Linked DNA regions of Mus musculus: all the other regions are linked to region 2. The links are chromatin contacts, called in public Hi-C and promoter capture Hi-C maps. All regions are on one chromosome and are shown on one strand. Each heading gives the region's core, a stretch centred on a gene start, on an enhancer-like site or on the middle of the called end of the contact. The rest is flanking DNA. Distances are from core to core; before and after follow the strand shown. Region 1 holds the start of Nipbl (NIPBL cohesin loading factor). Region 2 holds the start of Slc1a3 (solute carrier family 1 (glial high affinity glutamate transporter), member 3). Region 3 overlaps Ranbp3l (RAN binding protein 3-like). Region 4 holds the start of Ranbp3l (RAN binding protein 3-like).

The links. Promoter capture Hi-C pulls out the DNA fragments that hold promoters and counts their contacts. A called contact is a pair of places that touch in the nucleus more often than the background predicts.
Region 1: a contact with region 2 is called in a Hi-C map of cortical neurons, with 2.9 times the contacts expected there. The contact joins the promoter of Nipbl here to the promoter of Slc1a3 in region 2. A contact is called at or near these places in 1 of 15 datasets of contacts at CTCF or cohesin (the NIH/3T3 cell line), 11 of 484 Hi-C or Micro-C datasets (brain, cerebral cortex, cortical neurons and 4 more), 6 of 115 datasets of contacts at active chromatin or transcription factors (the SCID.adh cell line, astrocytes, embryonic stem cells and 3 more) and 1 of 9 other capture datasets (embryonic stem cells).
Region 3: a contact with region 2 is called in a promoter capture Hi-C map of the 3T3-L1 cell line, with 2.7 times the contacts expected there. The contact joins the enhancer-like site here to the promoter of Slc1a3 in region 2. A contact is called at or near these places in 11 of 39 promoter capture datasets (the 3T3-L1 cell line, 3T3-L1-derived adipocytes, the HPC-7 cell line and 7 more), 1 of 484 Hi-C or Micro-C datasets (cortical neurons), 1 of 115 datasets of contacts at active chromatin or transcription factors (embryonic stem cells) and 2 of 9 other capture datasets (liver and pancreatic islet).
Region 4: a contact with region 2 is called in a promoter capture Hi-C map of 3T3-L1-derived adipocytes, with 3 times the contacts expected there. The contact joins the promoter of Ranbp3l here to the promoter of Slc1a3 in region 2. A contact is called at or near these places in 19 of 39 promoter capture datasets (the 3T3-L1 cell line, 3T3-L1-derived adipocytes, the C10 cell line and 12 more), 1 of 15 datasets of contacts at CTCF or cohesin (the NIH/3T3 cell line) and 1 of 9 other capture datasets (adipose tissue).

What each region holds. Positions count from the first base shown.
Region 1 is chr15:8,440,188-8,447,189 of GRCm38.p6, forward strand. Nipbl (NIPBL cohesin loading factor) reads right to left here and starts at 4,276. Exons shown (of 47, transcript NM_027707.3): 1 at 3,938-4,276. LOC102634078 reads left to right here. Exons shown (of 3, transcript XM_017316813.1): 2 at 3,528-3,777; 3 at 3,876-5,676. The coding sequence ends at 5,104.
Region 2 is chr15:8,706,178-8,713,443 of GRCm38.p6, forward strand. Slc1a3 (solute carrier family 1 (glial high affinity glutamate transporter), member 3) reads right to left here and starts at 4,630. Exons shown (of 10, transcript NM_148938.3): 1 at 4,162-4,630; 2 at 2,385-2,662. The coding sequence starts at 2,565. Gm31340 (a long non-coding RNA gene) reads left to right here and starts at 4,849. Exons shown (of 5, transcript XR_383822.2): 1 at 4,849-4,895.
Region 3 is chr15:8,990,408-8,996,996 of GRCm38.p6, forward strand. All of the region lies in intron 1 of Ranbp3l (RAN binding protein 3-like), which reads left to right. Among named protein-coding and RNA genes, the nearest start is that of Ranbp3l, 26 kb to the left of the region's middle. Within about 2 kb of position 5,269, at least 36 of the 459 cell types and tissues checked have an H3K27ac peak or open chromatin away from gene starts, as enhancers often do. A contact at or near this core is called in cortical neurons, where this site is marked.
Region 4 is chr15:8,964,123-8,971,070 of GRCm38.p6, forward strand. Ranbp3l (RAN binding protein 3-like) reads left to right here and starts at 3,827. Exons shown (of 14, transcript NM_198024.2): 1 at 3,827-4,394. The coding sequence starts at 4,304.

The DNA.
Region 1 (7,002 bases), core at 3,026-5,525, 270 kb before region 2:
TATAACATTGTGTGTGGGGGGGTGGTGGCAGATATCATCTCTTTTAAGAGTTAAAAAAAAAAAGTAAGGTATAGTATTACCACTAGGTACATGGTTTGAAGAGCAAAGGGCAGACATTTCTTAGAGAAACATAATCTGATACAAAGAAAAGTACTATCAAGAAATCCCTTTAACTCACTCACTATATATATATATATATATATATATATATATATATATATATATACACACACACATACATACACACACACACACACACATACATATATCACTTGATCTCTGAGTGTGAAGTTTTCTATTTAAAAAAAATCATCCTAGTTATTTCTCTCATATAAACATAATACTATTTATAAATGGATTCAGGCAGATTGAAAATTCTAAAACCATAAAATGTTATTATAAAAGACAATTATTGAAAATAATAAATTTTAAAATGATCTCTAAAGTTTTGAAGAGCGTAAATTTACCATCAAAGCAAAGAGTATGATTAGAACATTAAAATAAGCATCTTCAAGGTTAAAAATATATTTGAAGGATTCTATAAAAGTACCTAGTCAGTACCTTGATAAACAGAATTAAACTACTTTTCTCTCAAAGGAATTTACCCTAGATCTCCCAGTGAGTCAATATAAAAGTGAAATATTAATTTAAAATTGTACTAATACTCTCAAATGATGCTTTTCTTAATAAGCAATAGAGTTAAATTAAGACTAAAACACAAAGTTAGTTGCTAATTTTGTTATGTCTTATCCTGAGAAAGTAAAAATAGAATAGGCCATGTCAAAATCTAATACAGACATGCAGATGTTTTTATGATAGTCTGATGATAGATTAGTATAGACAATTAAATAAGAAATTAATAGGAAGGCTTTAAAGTGCATTTTTCAGTTCAGGAGTCTGGTTGAAATAAAGAAACTTTCACTCATCAACTGGCATAGTTCTGCTCATATTTTAAATTTTTAATAAGAATCACTACGCAAAACCCAAGTTATTTACTACCATAGTAAAAATCTTCACTTTTCATCTCTAATGAAAAACCTGAATCTTTTTTTCAAATACACCACTCCTTTTCTTCCTAATGTAGGCAGCAGTAAAATAATTTCTAGCACAGGTTCAAACTACATTCAAATATCTTTAGTAAACAGATGGGTGAATGGCTTTAGAAAGTATCCCACTACACTTCTTAAAAATGCTGAAGTTATTCTGTATTTTAACTTTGATTTACTAGAGTCTCATTATTTACATTAAGATTATTTTTCTTTCCAAGTTATACAAGTTATTGGTAACTCCACACTCAAGAAAAACACTAAGCCATAGAGTTGAAGTCAGACACACTAGGGACACATTAGCCATATTAAGAATATTTCTCCAAAATTTCCAATACTAACTAGAATTACTAAATTACTGGAATGTTCAGTGGCTGTACCTTTTCCTGGATTAAAGTGAGGTCTGCAGCACAAGATTTTCACTGGTGAGTATCTCAACCAATAGAGGTGACATGCAATAGACTACCCATAATCCTTCATGAAACATAAATTGTTCTCTCAACTAAATTGCCCAGAAAGTTCAAGGACTGAGTTTTCTCTTTTAAAAACAAGCTATTTAAATTAAACTGAGCCAAACAGAAACATTTTCAAGTTACTTTAAAGAACTGTTTACACTATCTTATGAAAAGCATCACTAACTGAACATTATTTACAAATTACAAAATATGTAGAACTCAGATAATAAAGAGAGGAAAGGGCTAACTGTAACCTAATTCCAAAGACTTAAAAAAATGCGTTGATCACATATACTAATATCTACTAGGCTGATTCACAGGTTTGCATAAGACTCCTTGTAACTTATAAAAGTTGCTTCTGTTTATGAAAACTAAGCAAGAACTCTTTTCCCATTATCTTTCATGGAAATAAATTCATCTCTTGACATACAGTTCAGATAAAAGTTGAAACGATAATCACAGAGCCTTTAAAACATTTTTTTAATGACACCTTTACCCAACCTTTTACACGCCCCCCCTCCCCCAAACTGCTTTCTCAAGACGGGAAGTCTTCCTCACTTCAGCATTCCCTCCTGGCATACTCCCCCCCCCACACACACACACCGCCTTCACCCCCGTAGGCCTGAGGCCCCGTAGCAAACAGAGTCTAACAGGAGCAGGCAGCACAAAGACAGGAATGGGAGATTAGTGGGAGGGAGGGAGGCCGGGATTGGGGCTCAGCAGGACCTTCAGGCTTTTTAAAATTCAAACTGCTCCCCGACCAATACAAATCACGGACACGCTACTGACTACTACACGGATTTATAGCATTAAAAACATGCCTAGTACGTGACAGCTATATTAACTTCACTCTTTTTAACATTTATCCATACGTTTTCAGGAAAGGTGGAGCAATTTTTTGTAAGCAGCATGCTAAACTCAAAAATAACCCGCAAAAAAGTTATTCTACAGTGACAAAAACTTAAGACCCAGAATATTTAAAGGGCTATTTTAACCACTACCATTACGAGGGGCCGCCTTGAGTAGTGTTGCTACCTTTTAACAAATGAGTTCTCCCTCAGCGAATATGAAACAAAGTATCAAACGGGACATTTCTTTTTCTGTGCAATTTTTAAAGTCTGAGGACTTTTAAAAAGGTATTTCCGTCTTACACCAACTTCCATTGCCAAAGCCGCGAGAAACAAGCTCCCAACATCTAACTTACTCGTGAACTAGAACTTGGTAAGATACAGAACTGGTATTTTTCTCCAGCATCTACAGATACATTTGACCTATTAAAATGACACCTCGCTCATTACACAGTCAAACATCATGGTACAAACAGCCAATGACAATCCTGGGACTCACTAAGATCTGCCCTGACAAGAAAGGATGGCACCTTCTATGTGTGTATATGTATGTGTGTTTTAAACCTCCCAAAGATTCTAAGTGCAACTTAACTTCTATCCTTTGAAAGAAAATAGGTTTCATCCTTATCTCCATGTACGCTCAAAAACACTTAGAATTCTTTGTATTCTTGCACCCGTTTAGGCTAAAAAGTATCCAGAGAGTTTTATGTAGTCATTTAAAATTATCCTTACATAACAGATACAAATACAAAGTGTCGGAGTAAACCTGTCAAGTTCTTTCTACTTGGTCTTTGAATAAAAAGTCCATGTGCAACACACTCTGTCAAACAACATAAAAGCTCCTGGGCGGGGATGTGCAGTGTGCACAACGCTAGGGTTTTCTAGATTAAATATACATGTGGACGGTTTGATCCTTTTACAAAGGAAACCAGTCTTTATTAACTTTCCAAAACGTCCAAACAAGTTTGGCAGAGAATTACCACTGTAGCCGTGTCTGAGTATTTACATTTGTTTCACTAACTGAAACTACTTCCTCCCTTCATGGGGTCACAGGGGGAAGAAGGGGGGTTGTTTGTTTCACTGGGACGTTCCCCACTCCCGGACCGGGAAAGTTGTAAATATGGGGGACGATCGGGGCACATTTGCTGATAGTTGTATTGTTTCCGCCTCCTCACTAGCTACGGCTCCTCTCCCGGGCGAGGCCTGTCACCGACCAGCAGTCGCTCCGCTCAGCCCGGAGCTCTCCTAATCCCCGAGCTCAAGTAGATTCCGCTGGCCCGCGGCCTGCACTCTCCGCCGGGCCTACGCCTCCCCGGCCGCCCGGCAGGGAGCCCGGTTCCCCGTCACCGAAGCCGGCCGGGAGAGGCTACGAACCCCGCCGCCACCGCCGCCGCCGCCGCCACCCAGGGTGGCTGCCGCCGGAGAGGAGCGAGCGAGCGAACTCACTCTCTCGACTCGCCCCGTGGAAGAGACCCGGGGCCGCTGAGGAAACGGCGGGGAGGGGAGCGAGGAGGAGAAACGCTGAGGGACCTGGCGCCGGCGCCACCGCCGCCACCGCCGCCGCCGAAATAAAAGAGCAGGAATTTACCTGGGCGAATCGGCGTCTGAATCCGAAGCGGAGGCCGAGGCCGCGGTGGCAAGAGAGAGAGAGCGAGAGAGCGAGACTATAATCCGGGCCGGGAGGGGGGGTGGCTACGGCTCCTCTTCCGTCTCCTCAGTGCGGGGAACATGTAGAGCCGGGGGGAGAGCAGCCGAGAAGACAAATCGCGGCTTCTTCTTCGTCCTCCTCCTCCTTCTCCCACATAGAAACACTCACACAAACACCCGGCCGGGGGCCCCGAGCTACCGGGGGGGCATCGCCGCGGGCCCGGGAACCAATCCTCCTGGCGGCGGGGGCGTCCCTCCCTGGCGGCTTTGCTGGTGTCGGGTGAGTCGGTACCGACGGAGGGAGGGAGGGACGGGAGGGCGGGCGGGGGGGAAGGAGCCCAGTGTGTGTGTGTGTGTGTGTGTATGTGTGTGTGTGTGTGTGTATGTGTGTGTGTATGTGTGTGTGTGTCTCTCTCTCTCGTTCCGTCTCTCCCTCTCAGAACAAAATGCCGACCGGAAGTGCAGCTGCAGGAATGACTCCCTCCGCCGGCGCCAAACACTAACAACCACCCCCTCTTCCCTACTCCACTTCCGCCGCCGCCACCGCCGCCGCCGCCACTCGGGCTCGCAGCTCTGCCTCAGCGCGCCGGCTCCCGCGGGCTCCGGAGGCGCGGCGGCGGCGGCGACAGCGGCGGAGGCAGCGGGAGCAGCAGCGGCGGTTCTGCTCCGTGCCCTTGTCCTGTGCAACGGACGGCCGTGGATGCTGCCCGTGGGGTCGCTTCTGCAAGACGGCGTCTACGCCGTTGCTCGGGTGACCGGCTTGATTTTTTTTTTTTTTTTTTCCTTTTGGTCCCCCTCGAGGCGACAGCAGCCGGGCGCTGGTCCGCTGTGGTGGCGTGAGGCCGGGATCTCCCTCTTCTCAGGCGCTCCGGGCCTCATAGCCCCCCACCCTCAATCCCGGAGAAGGCGGCCAGCCGAGGCCGCGCTGCTCTCCCTGACTGGCCGGCCCCGGGCCCCGGGGGGAAGCCGAGCTCCCGCTGCCGGCGGGTTGGATGCCGACCTTTCAAACGCTGTTCCCGCAGCCGTGATGGATGGATCGTCCCGGGAGCGGCCGGATCCTATGTCTGTCTGGGTTATTTTCTGCGAAGAACACAGTCCTCGGAGGTGAAGACTCCCAGCCTGGCTGAGTTGGAATCGTGATCGTGGTGGTGGTGGTGCATTAATTTCTGGAAATACGAGAGGGCTGCTGGACTTGCCTCTTTTTTTTTTTTTTTTTTTTTTTTTTTTCCTTTTTGGCGGTGGTTTTGATTGCCTCCCTGGTAGTCGGGATAAGGCCTGTAGGCGACGCTGTGCAAGCAAGGAGCCGGTCGCTCTGGCGCTGCGATCTAGGTGTGGGTGGAGCCCAGGCCATCCTGACGCCGGGCACCGGAGCCCCGGCACCGGCGCACTTCAAAACATCGTTTTCCTCTGTATGTTGAAAACTCAGAGGCTCTGGACAAGGCTGGAGTACAAAATGTGAATACGAATACAGTACCGTACCCGATGGTAGTGTCTTACTGTAAAACCGGAGGGCATTTCATCGCCACACAGTTTTCTGTTTGCTTGCTTGTTTGTTTGTTTGTTTTTGTATAAATTGTAAGGGGGCTAATTCTTCAGGTAAAAAGTGCCAGTAGGTAAGCACATTTTACTCAGGAGGAACCATATTATATTTTTTTAAATAAAATAAGTTGTCAGCGTTAATCGTTTGCTTGTCTATGCACTGATGTATAGGACAGCTCGCCTACAGGTTATTCTTTTGCTTTAGAAGTCACTGGGGGTGAGGTGTTAAAGATTTTGTCATTTCTGCACTCCTGACACTAGATGACTATCGCGACCAGAGGGAGTAAGTCAGGGCGGTGACTTCGGCCCAAGGAGTCCTGCAAGTGGGGGAAAAGGTCCGGGCTTGATATCCGTGCAAATAGAACTAAGCCTCGCCATGCTTCTGCCGTCCCCTTCCCCAGAGTGCCCCTGGGACTTGGCGGCGCCCTCGTCATCAGGGTTTTGCCCCATGTCACCCTGGTGCCTCCAGCACTTCTGTTTACCTTCCATGTTGGCGGCGTCGTTCTCATTTTTTCCTCCGGGCTTTCTATCTCGTCTGGCTCTTTTTCCCCAGTAGCCTTCAGGGCTTCAGGAAATGAAGTTTAACTTTCCTTCGCAGGTGTTCTGCATAGCGCGCTGTGGATGGCTCAGTCACTCCCCTCCCTCACTTCTGAACTCTACCCTTTACTATGAGTTTATCAATACCTAACAGAACTTTTATGAAAGACGGTGAAAACTGGAAAAATGTTTAGATGGAACCGAGATAAGGTTATTAGAGGTCAGGAGAAAGCTCTCTTCTAGACATTCGAAAGCTCATAAAGATGATTGCTTTTAGGTTTCTCTAGATGGCATGGCAGAGGCCTGGACATTTGTTGATCACGTGGCCTTGCCCCTAGTGGGCTAATTCATATTACTCTAGTGACTCACAAAAATGCATTCTTAATCCTGTCTGCCCCCCCCCCCCCCCTTTCTTGCAAATACATGCAAGACTGACTGACTGACTGAACCGAAGTCTAAGAATTTGATTGGCTCGGCTCAGATACAGCAGCATTACTGGAAAAGTTCATTCAGCAAGTATTTATTGGTGACCTAATGCATGCCGGGCACTGGGATTCAGAGAGGGTGTGGAAAGGACTTCGGTTACTACTTAATTATGCTGTCAAAGCAAAAGCTACAGGGATTTTTAGATTTTCTGAAATACAGGTTCTGTGAAACATGAGGGAAGCCTCGTGTTGGTATTTTGCTCACCGTTGGGGTTGACGTCTCTTTAGATTTACTTAGCTTACTGAAAGGCATTTTGGAAAAGTACAAATGTAAGAAATTTTATTTCCCAGTAGCTGGAGAGTAGATCTTAGAATTTAATATAGCAGTGGGCTGGAAGCTGTACAGTAAAGACTTTATTTAGTTCTGTTTCTTTTCTTTACATGTACAGAATTTTTAGACAAGGATACTGTTTTAGTAGCTATTTTATACCCAAATAATTAAATA
Region 2 (7,266 bases), core at 3,380-5,879:
ATCTGTTTGCTTATAAGTTGTCTGTTTGCTATTCAGGCCCTTTGGTGTAAATTCGGTGGTCTCTCTGACTATCAATGAGCTCTTCTTTGTGTCTGTGTTCTTCTTCTTACTGCTTCTAACTCCTCAGTTTCCATTAGTAAAGCCAACCATGAGGGCGTCCAGCCAACTTATCGGCTCCAGCTCTGCCAACTTTGAGTGCAGTTCTCACAAATCTGAGGAAAGTCCCCCACCCCCACACTGGGCTAGGAAGTGAGAGCACTAGAGAAAACAGATCCTCAATTCCTGGCGTTTTCTTCCATGAGGAGCACTGCTGTGTCTCTGTATTTAGCAACTTCCTTCTCAATTAATCCTACTTCCCTCCCCATACTGTATTTTTCCATTCCTCTATTCTTTCATGGAAATATTCCTGTCTTACAGAATGAGCTCTTTTGGTGTTTAGAGCACCATTTTGAATAGCTGATTCTGCCTTTTGCAAACATACTGAGCTCCATGCAAGTGGTACTAATGCAAAACAAGTGAGTATGTATTACACGGGTGTGAGGTGAGACCTAATTGTAGAAGAACGAGCTCACTCTTTCCCTTGAGTTTCACTGTCAATCAATGGTAGCGTGCTGATGCTGAAGAGCTGCATCAGTAGTGATGCCTTGCTGGCTGGCCTCCACACCACAGGACATTTCCCTTCTTAGCATTTCTCATCCAAGTCAGTAATCAGCAGGGCAAGAGTAAGATGGCTCTTCTGTTAGGAGACCAGTGTTTGGCATCAGACTAACGTCGTTTCTCTTCTGCACAGAGACTCAATCCCTTTGTGAGCAGCTCCATCCATAAAATGAGGGTGTCTGTACTGTCATATCCACCATCACAAGTGTGAGCACATGAAACCCTTGGAGAGGTAGTCTATGTAAACCCTGTGATGACTATACTATCTCTAAGCTTGACAACAGCTGTGACTCAGAAAGAGACAGTGTTAAAACTCCTTTTCCTAGAATGCATTCAAAGCTGGGAACCTACTGAAGAAAGCGATTATTTTCTCTGGCTTAATCAGGACATGTCACCTTTGCATTTTTTCTACAATGAATCAGAAACTCATTAATCAACAATGACTAAGAAGGGCCAGAGCTGTTAAAATGGAATAAATCTAAAGTGTGTGGCACATTTTCCTCTCCTGATGTGTTTCTGTTTGTCACCCATAAAGTCAAGTTTCTGACAAAGTTATATCATATGTTATACAAGTTTCTTAATTTTTTTATGAAGTCATTAATTCTTTAAAATTTATGGATATCTTAGAGTGATTAAATTTTTACATGAATGTCTTTTGGAGGCAAGCTGGTAGAAATTTTATTTTAGAACTTATTATTAGTTTCTATATTTCTAGCCTAAGGATGTCTACACTGGTTGGATCAAAAATTTCAAATACTTAGGTTTTTTTTTTTTTCATCTGTATTTTTAAGGCAAGATCTGTGTTGCCTGTTAAGTAATAAACTAAAACTTCAAATAGCCGTAAACCAAGCAAACAAAAGTTTGATTAATATAGATTGCCATCAAACATGCTAAATTAGTAAGGGACTGAAATATTTTAGAAATGATGTAGCTAGCTATGGCAGGCTCCATGAGGCAATGAATGAAAGAGACCTGTGTTTGCCATCTCCCAGTTTACCTTCCCAAGTCACTGCATGAGAGCATTCAAACATAGGACAGATTTGACTTCCATTTTTAAGCACCGATACTCAGTTTCAAATCGTACTAAGGATATAATTATTATCAACGGCCCATGATTCATCTTGGGCCTCTTGTATAAATCAGTTTTAGGTAGCAGTGGTACACTGTTTTTTGTTTTTGTTTTTATTTTTTGATACAGGGTTTCTCTGTGTAGCCCTGGCTGTCCTGGAACTCACTTCGTAAACCAGACTGACCTCAAACTCAGAAATCCACCTGCCTCTGCCTCCCAAGTGCTGGGGTTAAAGGTGTGCGCCACCACCAACCTGCACAGTGGCACACTGTATAACGATAACATTTGGTCAAGTCTAGCCTACCTAGTGATTCAATTATCACTCTCTTATCCCCCAAAGGCACCGGAGAGCGTTTATCTCATTTCTGCACACAATCAATGGATGCGCAAGAGGCTTACCAACAATTCTTTTTGGTTGCCATGTGTTCAGCTTCCAACAAATGGTTTTGTTTGTTTGTTTGTTTCTGGAGAGGGGAAAAACAAAACAAAACAAACAAAACAGAAAGAAAAGCCAACTTCTTCAAATGCAGAGGAGATCCTGACCGATCAGTTGGAATACCTACAGTCAGTCTATCTGATAACACCCCCCAGGCATTCATGCATCCCAAAGAAACAGGATACAAGCTTTTGTAATGTTGGTTGAGGACAAACGACTCACCCACAATGACAGCAGTGACCGTGAGCAGAACGAAGGCATTCCGAAACAGGTAACTCTTAACATCTTCCTTGGTGAGGCTCTGAACTTTCTTCTTGGCCAGAAGTGTCCGCTTGCGGACCCCTTGCTGCAATCTCTCCATCCTGCCCCCCATCCTAGGCTCTTCTCCGTTGCTTTTGGTCATATTTTATCTTTCTAGGAATTTATCACGTCCTTGCGTGTCAGTGTCTTGCACTTGTTCCCAGAAAGTGAATTCTCCTCTTTGGTGTTAGAGAGGACAACTAGAGCGGAATAGAAAGGAAAAAAAAAGTTATAGCCTCCTGGGCTGAGCAATCGGGACCTGCTCACAGGATGGCAGACGGTGAGTTAATTGCACGAGAATTAAAAGACGGAAGAGCTTTGGTAGCAGGCCAGATTGTATGCATTTTACTGGACTATGTGTACAAAATTAACGTAAAGTTAGAATAGATGAGCAAAAAGTTGTGTTCCTTTTCCAGTTTGCTCTATCCCCTCAATGAGTAAGGGGTTCTTCAGGGTTGGATGAGACCAAGCACCCACATTTCCACTCTGTCCTCAGAGCCTAGCCAAGTGCCTCGCACAACCCACACACTCATTAAGTGCCTGGTTGAACTAAACAGAAAAATTCCACTTGAGAACTCATGTCTTGTATGCGGTTAAAGATATATAACTATGTCAAAAAAAAAAGAGCTAACTGAGATACTGACATGTAGCCATTGGCATATGTAGTGTGAGTCTTTGGTTTCATTTATTGACTTCACAAAGAAAGAAACATGAGCCAATTAACTTGTAAATACGGCCATAAAAAGAACACAAGTGCCCAGGTGACAGTAGAAATGCAATTGAGGCTTTTACAGGGAAACCTTTCCTGTGAAGTTAGCATATTGCCCTGGGCACATCTATAAATGATCTAAAATCACAATCCATTTTCATATCATTAGAAGGTAGGAGCATGAAGCACCATCTGTGTTCAGGGCAAACCCGCAAGCCATGCGAGGAGGAGACCTTCACTGCTGTCTCCGTATTTTGAAATTTAGGATTTTGGGGATAGAGGAGGAGAGAAGCCAGCTTTCATTCCAAACATTACAGCGTGTGGTTTCTGGTTTCTTTAAAGTGCTCTTAGGTTATTTAAATACAAACGCCTAACCATTTTCCTTGCTGGCAATCAAGGGCTTCCTCCTGCCGCTGTACATGAATCCTAAGCCCTAGACTTTGGCGATGATCAGCAGCGCCTGTGGACGTGTGTATCTGGCAGAGTCGGAGCCAGCGTGTGCATCTGTGGGGGAGGTAGCTGCAACTCGCAGGCTTTCGGTAAATCCAAGGTTGGAAAAAAAAAGACTTAAGAGTTTTGACTTTTAAATAAAATTGTAGGTTGAGATCATTGATAGTAAGACCTGCAGTGTATTTAATACTTTACACTAGATTAAAAGTTTAAAGAGGGGGGATAAAGAGAGGAGAGTCCAGATTTTTTTTAAACTAATAATTCTGATGTCCTTAACCCGCCAGTTCCCCTTAAAGTACACCCGTTCAATCTTGATTTTTATTCTAGATCTCGAACGTCCGTCTACTCCCCCACCCCCAACCTCGATCGACTGAATTTCAAACCCAGAGAGGACTGGGCTTGCATAGTTAGCACACGCCGGCTGCTCTCGGTCCGAACAGGACCTTACCTACCAATATGGCTAGCTTTACTCCGGCGCTCAGCAAACAGAAAAGTGGGACGCAAAACTGAGCCCCGCGGGCTACAGAAGGCTGCGCTTACCTTTTCTGACTCTGGGATGGGAGGAAGACACCCCGGGCTACGTGGAGGTGAATTCCCCAGCAGGTAGCTCGGAGTAACAGCTTAGCGAGCGGCGGAGCAGGCTGGCCCTGACAACATGCATGTGCTCTGAAACCGCCACTTACTATCAGGCAACTTAAGAAAAGAGGAGGAGCCTGTACTGGGGAAAGGGGGAGTGGGAAAATGAAAACAGCAGGAGGAGGGGGGAGCCCGAGCTCCCCGGAATATTGATTAATCTTGGCACCACAGAAGCACGCTTTATGGCTTTGTTTTGCTCCGTAGACCACGTTCACGCCTTGTTAGTTCACTTATATTAGAAACGCAAAATCAGGACCTGAGAGAATCGAAAACTAAAGCGCTCACACACATGGACGCTGGAAGTCCGGATTAGAACGTCTGGGAGACTTCTCCAAGGCCACGTTTAATTACCTCATTTCAGGTTGCCTCCCCTTCAGGGGACGTCAGAGGGTGTTCTTTTGCCTGCTCACACAACTGTTGTAGCACCCCACCCCTTTAGCATTGGGGACATAACTGAAATTTCTTGGAAGGATCCTGAATACAATTAAGTATAGAGAGGAGAATGCTTACTGCCGCCCTCTCAACTTGTATAAAGTTACTCAAAACACAAGGTGAGACATGCCCCTGTTTTACAGTTTAAAACTCCAATATAAGGAATCTGATTGGGCTCTGGCTGCCTGCTCTGCGGACAGAAAAAGGTAAGAAACACAAAAAAATCAGGATCGCTGCCAAACTAGAAAGTAAACTCTGTTTTAAGACCAAGAGTGCAGATGCACACTCATGACTTCCAAAGGTAAGCTATTCAATTGCTTCCGTTTAAAGAATGCTGAGTGCCCCCATCCCCGTTTTCAGGAGTTAGAAAGTTCTCTTGGTTTTTGTTTTCTTGTTCTTTCTCTCTCTCCTTTTCTGTTCTCTTCCTCCATCTCTCTCTCTCTCTCTCTCTCTCTCTCTCTCTCTCTCTCTCTCTCTCTCTCTTTCTCTCTCTTCCTTCCTGTGTGTGTGTGTGTGTGTGTGTGTGTGTGTGTGTGGTGTATAGTTGGCTGGTTAGTTGGGTTTTGGGTTTTCAAGACAGGATTTCTCTGTGTAGCTCTGGCTGTCCTGGAACCAACTCTGCAGACCGAATTGGCCTTGAACTCAAAGATCCACCTGCCTGTCCCTGCCTTGCAAGTGCTAGGACTAAAGGTGTGTGCCACCATACCTAGCTTTTTGCCATTTTTCTTAAAAGGAAAACGGACTGCACAAATATACAACCTGCAAGTTAAAAAAGGAGTTGTTGAGAGTGACTTACCCCTCTCTCCTCAGTTTTAAGAACTTGTTGAGGTGAAGGAAAACGGCTCACTAGAAACATGAAAACACACCCAAGATCACAGCCCACATTCTATTTGCTGGTTCCCTAAGATCCCCACGCAAAGTCTGCTCAGTTTTCGTGTCTGTCATCCAAACACCAAAATATGTCATTTTGTTCCTCATTAGCAAATCCAGGGAGCTATGTTTTAAAAAAAAAAAAAAAAGTTCCCTGCCAGACTTAATTGTTCATGTATGTGCTTTGGAACAGCTGCTAGTTGGAAAGTAATGGTTGGTTGTAAGAGTGCCTGACCTGTCAAATTAGCAGCAATTGTAACAACTTCCTACCATAACACTACTTTAACAATTTAATGAGAATCTTCGGTCTCTTGTCAGCCTCAGCCCTCCGTGATCTTTTCTTTCCTCTTGTCCCTCAGATCCCTTAGCATCTGCATTCGATTGCTTAACACTTAATTATGTGCTGCCTTGGCCCTGTGCCCTTGATTCCCAGATCAGGTCAAGTCGGGGCTTCTCAACTCAATGATAAGTTCTTTGAGGGCAAGAGTCTGTCTTGGGCCTGATAAACAGCGAGCATTAAGCAACTCTGAAGACCGGCAGATATAATCTAAGAGATCAGATCAGATCCCTTGTTTACCACTTCCTGTGATAAACCGAAGCTCCTTGTTCCCTGTTGCTACCTCAGATGTGCATAGACCCTCATCTCAACCTGAGCCATGCCTTTGTCACGACTATGATTTGGTTTTTTTTTCCCCCTGTATATGATTTGCACTTTAAGGGTACTGGAAAGAGAAACAGGACACTTTTAAGTGGAGTCTCAGTGACACTCAAATCAATAACATTTCTGCTTTACCTTGCTCACTTTCCAAACCCAGCAAAAAAGAAGGAGGGGAAGGGGGGCCGACAAACCATTCTGGTTAGCACAGAGGAGAGCCTGTCTGGGTTTTCTCCCTTCCTCCACCCCTTCCCCTTTGGAAATCCCTACACTCTGGCTATTACCATTTTACTATTTCAATTTGTGCAAAAAACATAGGAGTCTGGTGTTCATAGAGAAAGGAAGTAATTCTCCCTTGGAAATTGTGTTGGTTGCAATAAAACCTAATGGGGGGACTGAGATGCAAAGAGTCTCAGTTCAGAGCTCATACGAAGTGCAAGGTTTGAGTCTGGGCCCAGTATTGGGAATTACTTCTTCTGCATGTACTTAAGAAAACAAAACAAAACTATAGCAGTAATGCCCTGGGGGGCAACCTGATTTGTTCTGGGTACTTCCCCCACTGCCCCCTGTACTTTAGAAGCAGGAACTTGGACTTGAAGCAGGACCGTTGAACTTGGAAATGATTTCTCTGCCTCTCCCTCTTCAAAGAAGCACCAAATAAATGAAAGACCAAAACCATTATGAACCGAAAGTTGTATTACATGTCAAGTACTCAGATTCTGGGCACGGAGTTCTGGAAGCTTTTGCACTGGAGTTGCAGATGAAAGCAAAGTAAACCCCACAAACACACACACGCACACACACACACACACACACATACACACACACACACACACATACACACACACACACACACACACACACAAACACACACACATACACACACACATACACACACACACATACACACAAACACACGCGCACACACACACATACATACACACACACACACACACACACACACACACACACACTCGTGGCAAACGCTGTTCCCTTTTGAGAAGAGCAGCCAACTTTTTTCTTTTGAGCATGTGAAGGCAACCTGTGGTTTA
Region 3 (6,589 bases), core at 4,019-6,518, 280 kb after region 2:
TGATGCGAGTGTAGTTAATGCCATTTTGTATCCTTAAAATGTTAAAGTGGTAAATGCTTTGCTGTGTGCACTTTACCACTTAGACAAATTAAAAGGTCATCACGCAATTAGGATAACTTTCCCAGTCCTCAGACTTGATTTATTCTGAGACTCCAACGAGCACGAGATCTTACCACAAAGGGCTGTTTTCAACCTCCCTGGGAAAACCTTCAGGCCACATACACTTTAAGAATGAAATCTGTTCTTGTACTTTCTAGACAGTGATGAACAAAGTATTTGGAGTTAAGTGTACAAAAGGCGACCTGCACAGAACAATCTAGACTTTAGCTTCTACAGCAAGCATAACTTTATCCATACTCTCTCCCAGCTCCTGGGGGTCTGGAGGGTAGGTGAGCCTTTACATCAAGGAGCTGACTATGCCTGGCCCTGGGCTTTCTGTGTGTCCCAGAGAGGAAAGGGTTCTAGCCTGTGAGATTTGTGAGGCTGGATTGCAGGTTAGTCTCCTTTTGTTGCTTGCCTTTTTTCAAAGACCTGACCACAGCAGAACACGTTGTTACCCCTGTGGAAATCGGGAAACAAGGACTCTATTCCCCTTGCATACTCAGACTCAATGGATATGGATAGGTTTTAGAAATTGGAGAAAGTCACACTCATATTTTCATCCCGACTGTGCTTTGTGAGTCCATGAAGGAATTTAAAAACTGTATCTCTCTGCTGAAATGGAAGAATCTGATACTTGGATATATAATAACCTAGCGGTAGTCCTTTAGAATAGCGACTTAATTGTTATGAAGAAGATTATTTTGTATCAAAATTACTTGCTGAATTTTAACAGTCAACACTGATGGGTAATTATTTTGAGACCGACTTTAAGAATAAGGCACTTTGAACCCACGTGCCTAGCCAGGACATGTCTTCAATGTCCTATGAAGCCTAGACTCTATTTCCACTCCTCTCCTCTCTCAGCAAAGTAAGGATTCATTTCCAGCATATGGAAGCTTTTTCGCACTGTGAGCTATTCTGAGGGGAAAATGTGTGACTTACAAATGCTGTCAAATGAAATATGTATTGCCAAATGGTACTGGTTGACCATGCGCATCCCAGGTCACGTTCTACATCGTTATCAGCCTTCAGACCCAAACAAGGGAAGGGTGTAGAGAAACAGAGCTGATCACTCTGGAATCATCCCCCCAGAAGCTCACATATGCTCCAATAAACATATTTAAGACTACAGGTAACCTTCTCACAGAGACACACACATATGCTCCGATAAACATCGCTAAGATTACAGGTACCCTTCTCACAGACTCACACAATGGTTTTTATTGATAATAAAATACCACCTCCAAACTATGGAGGGATGGGTATACTCTTGTCAATGGTAATACATTCTTTTGTTACTGTTTTGCCAGTGGCTGAGCACATTGACATGAGACTTTGTGTCGTTAGGATCACCATGTCCTTTGCCTGCAGACACCCTGGAACAAACCTCCTTAGAGTCAGAATATGAACGCATAACTAAAAACAAAAGACTCCTTCTATATAACTTGAAAGGCAAAAATCAATGTGTTAGAACAGGCATGCAGCATCAGATTGCATCACCACCAGGCCTGGCCAGGTCCAAGGGAGCAGGAAAGAGTGGCCACTCAGCCATACCCCGCTGCAGGAACAACTGTTGTAGAGCTTCTTGTGAAAGCCCAGACGGAGGCTGGATGAACACGAAAGCTAGGAGGTTTGGAATCAGCTATGAGAACTTGGAACCCCAGGTACTCTCTGTATGACATTGGCACATGATATGATTTTTAAAGTCCTAAACCCTTTGTTGATAAAGGGTATAATAATCCACTCCTGAAGAGTATGTCATTGTAGTAAAAATGAAACATTTCTTATAAGCCAGGCACTGTGCTCAGTGGTAACCATAGCAACCTTCCTTAATCATGACTACTCAGTGAGGCATTAGGATCCTGTTTCACAGATGAGGAAGTCTGCTCAGAGGAGCTAATGACCTTCCCGAAATCACACAGCAAATTGAGGAAGGCAAACTTGGTCTCTAACTTCTCAAAGCTCAGCCTTCTAAAAGCAGTATATTCTGGCTCCTAGGAATCATTTATTCATTTGCCAAATAGAAATATATTTAAATATGTTTCTCAATAGCTAAAGTACGATGCAAACGTGTAAGTCTTTGTATTACGCCAGGGCATAAGAGCAGAGCTCAGCAAGGTCTAATGTTCACAGAGTTTGTTGGGGTCATATCCAGTTAAACATTCCACAAGGCAAATGGGCGAAGACAAGTCAGGATTTGCGTAAGCATTTCATATATCAGTTACTGCCTTGAAAGGGAGGGGAGAAAGGAAATTATCCAAACAGCGGTCTCTTGACATTGAAGCACGCAGTGCAGCATGTTGTGATAGCCATGAAAAATAAAATATTGAAAATAATCTTTTTTTAAAAAATTATTAGGGAATGAACTTAAAGAAATGAGTATCATTTTGCATTCTCATTGGGTCATTGCTGGTCATTTTGCTTTTTTATTGAAAATATATATTTTTAAATTTTATTTTATTTTTAATTTATTTTTTACACTCATTCCATTACTGCCCCTCCCCATCCACCCTCCGACTGCTCCACATCCCACACCTTCTCCCCACCACACCCCATCTCCACATGGATGCCCCCACCCCCCACCCCACCTGACCTCTAAACTCCCTTGGGCCTGCAGTCTCTTGAGAGTTAGGGGCATCATCTCTGAATGAACACAGTCCTCTACTGTATGTGTGTTGGGGGGCCTCATATCAGCTGCTGTCTGTTTGGTGACCCAGTGTTTGAAAGATCTCAGGGGTCCAGATTAATTGAGACTGCTGTTCCTCCTGTAGGATCGCCCTTCTCCTCAGCCTCTTTCAGCCTGCCCTAATTCAACAACAGGGGTCAGCTGCTTCTGTCCATTAATTGGGTGGAAAACAGATATTTTAAAAATTCAATACATTCTGATGATGGTTTTCCCTCTCTCCATTCCTCCCAGCTCTTCCCTGCCCACACAAATATTTCTTTCATCTTTCATTAGGCTACAAACAGGCATCTAAAAATATAGTAACTATAAAATCAAATTAGATAAAAGAAAACCAAACAAATCAGAATAGGAGAGAACAAACAGAAGGAAAAAAAAAAACAAAGAAAGAAAGGAAAAGCTCAAGAAACACATACAGATCAGAGATGCACATTGACACACATAGAATCCCATAAAAAACACAGAACTAGAAAACCATAATATAGGAGCTGGGGATGGCTCAGGGTTTAAGAGCATCGGCTGCTCTTCCAGAGGTCCTGAGTTCAATTCCCAACAATGACATGGTGGCTCACAACATCTATAAATGGGATCTGACGCCATCCTCTGGCATGCAGGTCTACATGCAGGTAGAGCACTCATACTTAAAATAAGTCTAAAAAACATAATATATATACATATATATATTTATAATGTCTATACATAATGTGCATACACATACATAAGGGAAAAATACAAAGAACCGACTAGGCATTATAAGACAAACAAACCTTCAAAGCCACTAAGTTCCTTTTGTGCTGGCCAGTTACCTCTGGGCATGTTGTCTCACCTTAAGAGTGGTTTGTATATTTAGTTTGTACATCCATTGGAGAGAACTAAGTTTTCATTTGCAAACAGCTATCGGTTGGACATAGAGTCTGGGTTAGGGATGTGGGCTTGCGTCCCCTGATAGCAGGCCCAGACCTCTGCAGACTCCACCCACACTGCTACTGTCTCTGTGAGTTCCTATGTACACAGATTCTGCTGGGTTTTAGAAGGCCTTGTGTCCTTAGGATCCTCCATACACTCCGAGTCTTAAAATCTTTTCCACCTCCTTTTCCTCATGGTTCCCTGGACCTTGAGAGGAGAGATTTGAGGGAGACATTTCATTTAGGACCAAGTATTCCAAGGGTTACTCTTCTGCACTGTCCCTTTGTAGCTGTGGCTCTCTGTATTTGTTCCCATTGACACAGCACAGGGGTTTTTCTCAAGATGGCTGACCTAGGGACACATCAGAATGACTTAGTAGTCAAAAAAAAAAAAAAAAAAAAAAAAAAAAGGAAAAATAAGATTAAAAAGGGAAGCAGTGTTCTTCACTTGCTTCTCTCTTACATGTTTTTCTCATAAATGAATTCAAATCAAGAATTGCTAGGTTTCTGACAGTTGGCAGCTGACAACTCAGTTTCTAATGGAAACAGAAAGAGGTATTTAAACTTGCAGAATTATACAGACAGGAGAAAGGGTTTTTCTTCCTTTTTTATTTAGCAAACTTCTGTATGTCTTACAATCAGCTGATATTTACAATACACAAATTGCTTATGTAATTTCAGCAGGGGTGAGCAGCCTTAAGCCACTGGGGGGCGGTACTCACTTAGCCAGTGCTTTGTGGGTCTGCCTGGTTCACTCTGGGGTCCTGCCATTCTTCCTTCGAGCCAAAGCAAAGCATCTCATAAAATAGAACTGAGAGTTCATCGTCATAGCGAATCGTAATGAGATGAGACTCTGTGGTCCCACCAACCTCATCTATAGAGGCATGTCCTCAAATGTCATCACAGACAATTTACTGCTTACTTCATCCTGTGTGCCTTTCACAGCGTCCCCCACACATGGCTAGAGACATCATCATACAGTGACGCATGCTTGTGATTCGTGACTCATGTGTGAGTTGGCACCAATTCCACCTTCTGGGACCATGTTTTGTCTGTCTCAGAACATCTTCAGAAGATTTTAATAAAGTCCTGGATTTTATTTATTTTCTCCTTTCTAAAAAGAACAAACAAAACAAAACAACAAGAAACCTTTGCAGGGTTCCATGCAGTAACTCAAGTCGTCTCATATGACTTGTCTACTCTTCCGAAAGATGTGATTGTTTTCACATTTGACACTTCAAATGTTTCATATCCCTTTTGAAGAATCTTAGAACAGTCACAGATGCTTTTGGTGAAATGTGTGCTTCCAGGCTAATTTTGCAGAAACATTATTAATTAGTGTTTCATAATTTCATGGAATGGCATCATATTTTTAAAACAGCAAACTTCTGCAACTCAGAGGAAATCATGCGAATCTGAATGACTGGTTTCAATATCAATAGTGACATTTCAATATCCTTAATGTAGATATTACTTTCAAATTGATTGGAGTGGCCTGAATATTTACACTGGATCATAATCAGTGTAAATCCACAGTGTGTGGTTTGAATGACGTCATTTCCTTCCTCACTAATAGCCAGCCTTCTCAGCACGTTCCACAGAGTTACTCACTGACTCCAGGAGTCTCTACTGATGCCTTTGTATATCTGACCTTGGTTGAAAGAAATCTGGTGCTCTTCAAGACGTCTTCCTGAACGACTTAACTCACCAAGAAAGGGTGTAACGTACAGATTTTAACTCACAGTCTGCATCTCCAGCAGACTCAGGCCGATGCTGCTGTTTTATCTCAGTCATATCTTTTTACATGTGTGCACGTGTAGTTGTGGTTCTGTAGAGTGTGTGTGTGTGTGTGCACATGACCCTCAAGTGCTCGTCCTTGTCTTCCACCGGGTCTTTTGTTCTTCATTGAGACTTACACCAGGTTAGCTGGCTGCAAACTTCCAAGAGTTATCTTGTCTCTGACTCCGATCTTGTTATGGGAGTGAGGGTTTACAACTGACTTAGAGTCCTCAGGATCCAAACTCAAACCTGTGACAAGCAACCTACTCATTAAGCCATCTCACCAATCCAAGGCTCACAATTCCAGGAGCAAGCGTTTCTAAGACAGCTTCTGGCTACAGCTTGAATACAGAACTATATTGATGTTAAACTGTTTCAAAAGAAGGGGGAGGAGAGGCAGAAGAAAATCAGAGTAAGAGTAGGAAAGTGAGTGAAAAGAAAATGCTATTGAGGGGGCCAGATGGCTGAGCAGGTAAGAGCACTGACTTCTCTTCGGAAGGTCCTGAGTTCAAATCCCAGCAACCACATGGTGGCTCATAACCACTCATAATGAGATCTGACGCCCTCTTCTGGTGTGCCAGAAGACAGCTACAGTGTACTTAGGTATAATAATAAGTAAATCTTTGGGCAGGAGCAAGCAGGGCCGACTGGAGCGAGCAGAGGTCCTAAGAATTCAATTTCCAACAACCACATGAAGGCTCACATAAATAAATAAATAAATAAATAAATAAATCTTTAAAAAACAAACTAAGATTTTTAAAAAATTGCTATTGAGGGGCCGTGAGTGACCTTCTTCCACCAAAGCTACCACAAAGTAGCACAGCCACTGACTGCTGAAAGCATAAGGACCCAGAGGAGGGAAAGGAGTCCAAGTTTTAATGAGTGTCTTCTATACAACCTGTAACCTCATGCACCGTTCTATGCTCAGAGAGAGAGAGAGAGAGAGAGGTGTAACATGGCAGGAAAAGCATGTGCATAAGAACTAAATAGTGTATCTCAGCGGGATGGAAAAAGAAGTTATTTTGACTCAACTGGTTCCTGGGGAGTAACTAGAGTTAGTGTGGTGGAGTTTTAGACACTAGCTTACAGGACATGATCATGGGGAATGGAGTTTCCTTTT
Region 4 (6,948 bases), core at 2,577-5,076, 260 kb after region 2:
GGTATTCAAGCAAACCGGTGTCTAGGAAAGCCATGTTTCCACAGAGGATACCAGTGGGAATTCAGGCAGTTGCATTACTTAGGAAGCTCTATGAGATTAAAAACTTAGAGTAACTTGCAATAATATGACTCTAGCTAGACATGTCCCTCTTTGATGGCTGATTTATTATACATTGTAAGATCCTGAAACTCAGGATCTTATTATCATCTTATTATAATCCATAATATTGCTGGTCAATATATTAAGGGTGAATGATCTGGGAGTAGGAACTACAACTGGCTTACATAAAGGAACAAGGATTCTGTTATTTGAAATTAACAGGAAGCCTAAAGTCTCAGAGGTAATTAATTATACCTGAACTATAATAGCCTTTTAAACATTCCATAGTTTTGAGGTAATATTGAGACCAGACTAGGTTCTCCAGTTTTAATCTGTTATGGATCTTTTTTTTTCCTGTCCTTTGAGGATGAAGATAAATGTCATGTTATTGCTTGAAGTCCGTGTAACATATTTCAACAAAGACTGTAAGAGCTGGAGGTGAATTGAGACTAGGAAGGAGTGTCTTCTGGGCAGAACAGGTGCACGTATGAACTCACAGCAGAGTAGCCTCAAGCCAGACTACACGGATAGGAGAAGGTGGGCATGAAGACTCACTCCTAGCAAATGTACTACTGACTGCTGATGGCTGCCAGGAGAGGAATAATCAACGCTTATCAAGAGTGTTGCCATCGTTCAGTTGGCCATGCTGCATCAGAAATCTACTTCCAACAGTATATACGGTAGTTTAATATGATTTGATGGGGTAAAAGGAGGGACACCAAGTTAGGTAGGTAGGGAAGAAGTGGACCTGAAAGAAGGGGGAGGGAGATGGATATAGTCAAAATTTGTATGAAGCTGGGCGGTGGTGGCACACGCCTTTAATCCCAGCAGAGGCAGAGGGGCAGAGGGGCAGAGAGGGGCAGAGAGAGAGAGAGGCAGAGAGAGAGAGAGGCAGAGAGAGAGAGAGGCAGAGAGAGGCAGAGGCAGGAGGCAGAGGCAGAGGCAGAGGCAGGAGGCAGAGACAAGCGTATTTCTGAGTTCCGGGCCAGCCTGATCCACAAAGTGAGTTCCAGGACAGCCAAGGTTATACAGAGAAACCCTGTCTAAAAAACAAAACAAAACAAAACAAAAACAAAAAACTTATATGAAATTCTCAAAACTAAACTCAAACTAAAAATATCATTACCCATAGACTTGATATTGCAAATATATTTGAGAAAAGGAGAGCTGTGAATTAAGCAAGTAACTTTCTTGAGGACTAATGTAATGCATTTCTGCTTTGTAAATAGGGTTCAACTGAGAAGAGAGAATTCTCTAGTGAATGCAATACCATTAGATTGTTAAACTGAATTTGTCAACTCTAATCATGAGACACCAACGCTCCAAGTATCTCCCCTAAGAGTAGCGGCTGACAAGCCTCTTACCTGTAACAATGTATCTTTCCACTCTACTCTTTGGAGAGCACAAAGATGCAGGTTTCCAGAAAAGAAGAAAAGGGTAGGATAGAGAAGGAAGAACCCAAATAAGAAAGCCTGTGGGGGTGGGAGACAGCTAAGCAGGTAAACTGCTTGCTGGACAAATATTTTATCTTGAGTTTGGATCCCCACCTGGTCCTGCCCAAACAGGTATAATGTCAGTCCTGGAGGCAGACATAGACGGAGCTCTGCAGCTTGATGGCCAGCTAGTCTGCCCAATGCAGTGAGCTTAAGATTCAGCAAGAGATCCTGTCTCAAAATATGGGGTGGGTGTTGGTGAGAAAAGATACTTGAAGTCAAACTCTGGCCTCCACACATGCATGCATGGACATGTGCACCCACATACCAGACACACACATGCACACACACATATGCGTGCACACACACACACACTCATGCATGTGTATTAGTTAGGGTTCTCTAGAGTCACAGAACTTATGGATAAAGGAATTTATTGATGACTTAGAATCTGCAGTCCAATTCCCAACAACGGTTCAGTAGTAGCTATGAATGGAAGTCCAAGGATCTAGCAGTTACTCAGTCTCACACGGCAAGCACGCAAGGGAGCAAGAGTGAGACTCCCTTCTTCCAATGTCCTTATATTGTCTCAAGCAGAAGGTGTAGCCCAGATTAAAGGTGTGTTCCACCACACCTTTAATCCCAGATGACCATGAACTCGGAGATTTAATCTTACCAAGATCCAGATCAGAAACTTCTATCTCCAAGCCTCCAGATAAGGGTCACTGGTGAGCCTTCCAATTCTGGATTGTAGTTCATTCCAAATATAGTCAGGTTGACAACCAGGAATAGCCACTACAACATGCATGGGCAATTTTGCCATTCCAATGTCTTGCTTTTGCTCATAAGCAAAATGTACAGCAAAGCATGGCTGGTATGAAGTCACTTGGTGGCTGTTTCTAAAAGGTGAGGAAGAGCAGTGCCTGTGGAGGAAATGCCTGTTCTGCATCCTCGGTATGCTTTATTCTGTCCTGTCACAAGGAAGACTCGGCCAGGCTGGATTCACTCCACTGGAGCCTACAACGCTTAACCCTAAAAAAGCAGTTATAAGTGTAACTCAAAGCTCAGGGCATTAACTCAGGTGCATCCCTGCTGCAAATTATACAGCCACTGCCGAGGACTCCATAGTGTAACCCCAAGCAGAACCCTAAGGGTCCCCAAGCATCAGCCCTAGTCTCTAACATGGTAGCACTTGTGACAGACCTACAGAAAAGCTGGAGTCCATCAATGAAGGCAAACACCAGCTTTGTGTACAAAGGCTTTGCTCCTTTGTCTGGAACAGAGAATTAAGAAACACATGTGCGTGGGTGTGCATGTGTGTGCGTTTGTGCACACACATTTGGGTTTGGATACATGTGTGACTGTGTGCATTGTCTCAGGTGTGAGTGTATGCCTGGGTATGCACACACAAACATATGGGTGTGAGAGTGTAGATTTCATACTTAACTTTATATCTCAGATTGTGCCCAGGAATCCACTTCTTCAAGTCTACATCTTTATGCCAGCTTTATCAAATAAAACCCAAAATATAATACAAAAAATTCATTTGAATTAGTCACAAGAATTACAAAGGTGAAGTGATATATGCATTTCATGTGTTTTCAGAAATGAAAATATGCTTGGGAAATTGTCAATTGCCTTAGGATGAAAGAAGAAAACAAGAAGAGACACATCTCCCTGCCTTCTAGATATCATAAGGAGGCAACCTTATTAGGGTGTTTTATATCAGTTTCCAAATTCAAGCAGAGCGTCTCGCTCAGAGTCACGCTGCAAGGCAGGACCTATGATATTCATTATGACTTCACTGAGTCTAAGGAGTTTAGGGTTTGCTTTCCAACAGTGATGGACCGGCAAGCACAAGAAACCTCACAAGCTGCCTTGTCTTACAACCCAGAGGCAGCAGTGGTCGAGACTGTGCTGGGAAGCAAAGCTAATGTTTCCGGGTAGTGTTTTGTGCTCCTCTCCTGGAGCCTCGGAGCTGTTTACAGAGTCCGAGAGTCCCAGCAGTACATTTCCATGCGCTCCTGACCAGATCCAGCTGGATCTTTTCCATTTCGCTTGTGCCTGAGAATAACTGCACTGCCCAAGCCCTGCTTTGGGCTTGGGCTTTAATGACAACGCAGCAGAAGCAAGGTGGTTAATTGCTGTGCTGTCCGGACATCTTTACCATCCCTGCTTTGGTCACTCCGTTAAAACAATAAGAATGCTATTTCTTGCCTGCCTCTCTATGCTAATCAGCTAGCCCAGTCTCCTCCCCTCCAGCCTCCCTTAAGAACTGTACACATCCAACTGTCACAGGGGCGAACTCCAACCAGGCAGATTTAATCCTGCAGCGCTTTCCCCCTTTGCTTGTTTCTCTAGCAGTCCTCTCTACACTAGAGGGACTGGACTTTACAGCAGAGAAGGAACTGAAAACGGCTAAAATTGAACGAGAGAGCTAGTTTCACCGAGAGACGTCGTTTCTTTTTGAACATTCTAAAAGGGGAAAGGTCCAGGGCGCTTTAAAATAAACTAAGAGTTAAGTCGTGTTTCCAGCCAAATAAGCTGGCATCTTTGTAGGCAGGAGGTGCGATACTGGTAAATATTTACTGCAGAATTCTTGACCAGTAGAAACCCTGGCATGCTTTTCGAGGAGTAAATGTTTTACATGCGAGGCGAGATCTGCGCGTGCCTCTGTGTTCTTTCCAAGTAACTTCTGAAGACAGTTTTTGATGTCTGGCTAAGACAAACTGCGCTAGTGGTCCCCGAGTCACAGCCAGATCGTTGGTACCATGTCTACAACACAAAGGAAAGACGACAGCCACCTGTTCACCAGTTCGTGCACGCGTCAGCTGCAGGTGCAGGAGGATCGGCAACAGCAAGGTGGGTCTAGAGAGCAAAGTCCTGCGCTCTGTGACTTTCTGACCTTTTGTATGTCTGGGGAAGGGTGGGCTGGTGAAGAGCTTGCACCCTCTGAGAGGAAGAATAATAGGCTGGACAGTAGGTTCCCGTGGCCTCGCTGTTGATTTAAAGGATTATCATTTCTTGAAAGACTTTTGAGAATACATATTCCTTGGAAACAGGTACTCAAACTAGACACTGCCAGTTGTGTAGAGTGTGCTAGGGTGTGTATAATTGAAAACACCCATGGGGCAAGGCTGACTGGGCTATTGAGGAAATTTAGCCAAGAGCAGCTTTGTTAGCCTGGCGCTAACCTCATGTCCTACTACTAGTAGGGGCTTTGCTTACATCTAACTTTGTGAAGACCTCTGACTCATTCAGTTGTGGAAAATGCATATTTTGGCACTCATTTTAGAGTCCAAAGAGATCTGGAACAGACAGTGTGGCATTTGACTTGATGGACACCTAAACGCCACACCTCACCAGGCTTTCCATGAATAATCTTTAAAAGCATTTCAGATTGACTACTCAGCCAGACGATTGATACAAATAGACCAACTACTACTCTATCCCCTTGATAAGGACAACAGAAGACACTAGTGGGAAAGGCTGTGAGCTGATGACACCAGCATCACCCTGCCCCTCCCCCAGGCTAAGAACTTTCCAAACGCATCTAACTCCTTGCAGCCTGTCATGGATCTAGGATATACAGTGCATAAGAGCCTCATTTATTTCTGTGTATACTTGGCTTTGGATTTCACTCTCCTGGTGGGTAGCTGCTAATGGATGGAAACCTCCCACATTCAAGGTAGCGTAGGGGTGCTAACATTTGGTGAATGTCTCAAGCCACCTCCCTGCAAGATTCCGGAGCTGAGCTGAGTGACCTCATGCCACACGGGGCTTAGCAGAGCAGGGACAGGAGATGATTCCTGTGTAAGGAGTACAGTATAAGCCTTTCAGAGCACGCTGGTTAAAAGAGGGAGTTTTGAGCCAATAGCCTTAGACGTGGCACTGTCCACGTGGCTCACGTGTTACTAGGAAATCTTCGGTTTTGTCTAGGTGTTTCTTTGCTGCTCTCTTTTACTTAAAATGTGCAAGGCCTCAGCTTCTCTCATTCAGATGTGATATTTATAATAGAAAATTTGGTGAGAGGAGCCTGGAGAAGTGAGTAAAAAGAAGTCCTGTAAGTGACATCCTAAAGACGCCTGCTGTGAATATTTTAACAGGCAGCCTAGTCTCTTCTTCAATGTATGTGCTTGGACTGTTATTTTGCTTGCTTTTAAAAACAAAAAGACTCCACTTATTTGGCACTTAGTACTCTGTAAACTGCCCTTTAAATGCCAGTACATGATGGACAAATTCTTGCATCATTATATATGATCTCCCCAACATTATTTTTAGTGGGCAATATCAGACACTTGTCACTAAAGTTAACCCAATTAAGCATAAGTTAATAGTTATAACTGTACACAGACGATTCATTGCATGGGGCAAATTCTTAGAGAATGATATGTCCTAAACATTATGCAATTTTTAAACTTTTTTTTTCTGGCCAAGTGGTTTTCCACTCTCCAGGACTGAAGTTTGGAAAGGGCATGATCCCCGTAAGACTGGGCATTAGCTTTAGAGTTTGTTTCCAATTTTATAAGTGGAAAATAATATCCCTCTGTTGTTTTAATTTAAGGATGGCTGTCTTGATGGTTTCTCATTTACTGGCCATCCAGAGAAGCCTGGAAATATCATTATGATGACATACTTCCCAAAATACCAAGAAGGCTCCAGCCTACTCCTCCCTTCTCAACCAGGAGCTCTTCACTCGGAATCTTTGGAAAGCAACCACACTCTTCTGGGGCCAATTCTGAAAATATATGCCCACCAAAACCACCATCCCCGAAGTTGTGAGGCATGCTAATGAAATCCAGACTAGCCACTGGGTGCCACAAGAAATATCATCTAGAGGTCTGACCAGTGACCTGTTAAATGGCAGCCCAGTTCCTATAACCTACATGTTTACATCTATTGCAGTCTTGAGGTTTGAAGGTGCTCATTCGGTGTGGTGGCAATGGGTTTTCCCAAAGCTATATTTGCGCCTTGCTATTTTGCAAAGTTCAGCAAAGGTCCAAAGAGGCAAAGGTGTTCATTGCCTTCTAGAAGGAAGCCACTGTGGGTCTGTACCCCAGCTTCATTTGCCAGCATCCATAAGTGCTCCCTCCCTCTTCCCCTCTACCCCATCTCTGTCTCTCTCTCCCTCTCTGTCTCTGTCTCCCTCTATCCATATTCCCCTCTCCCTCTCCGTCTCCGTCTTCCTCTCCCTCTCCCCCACACACAAACCATGATTAATTACCTATTTTGGATGTTTGTTGCATGTATTGATTAAGAACATATATAAACACATATGAATATGAAGCTTTTGGCCTCACTTCAGCCAGGTTGATCTTCTAGTTCTCATCTACCATGTGGACTTTGGTTTATTAACATATAACTCTGCTAAAGCATGGTCAGATTTAGTACACACATGTATTTCTAGCCCTGCACA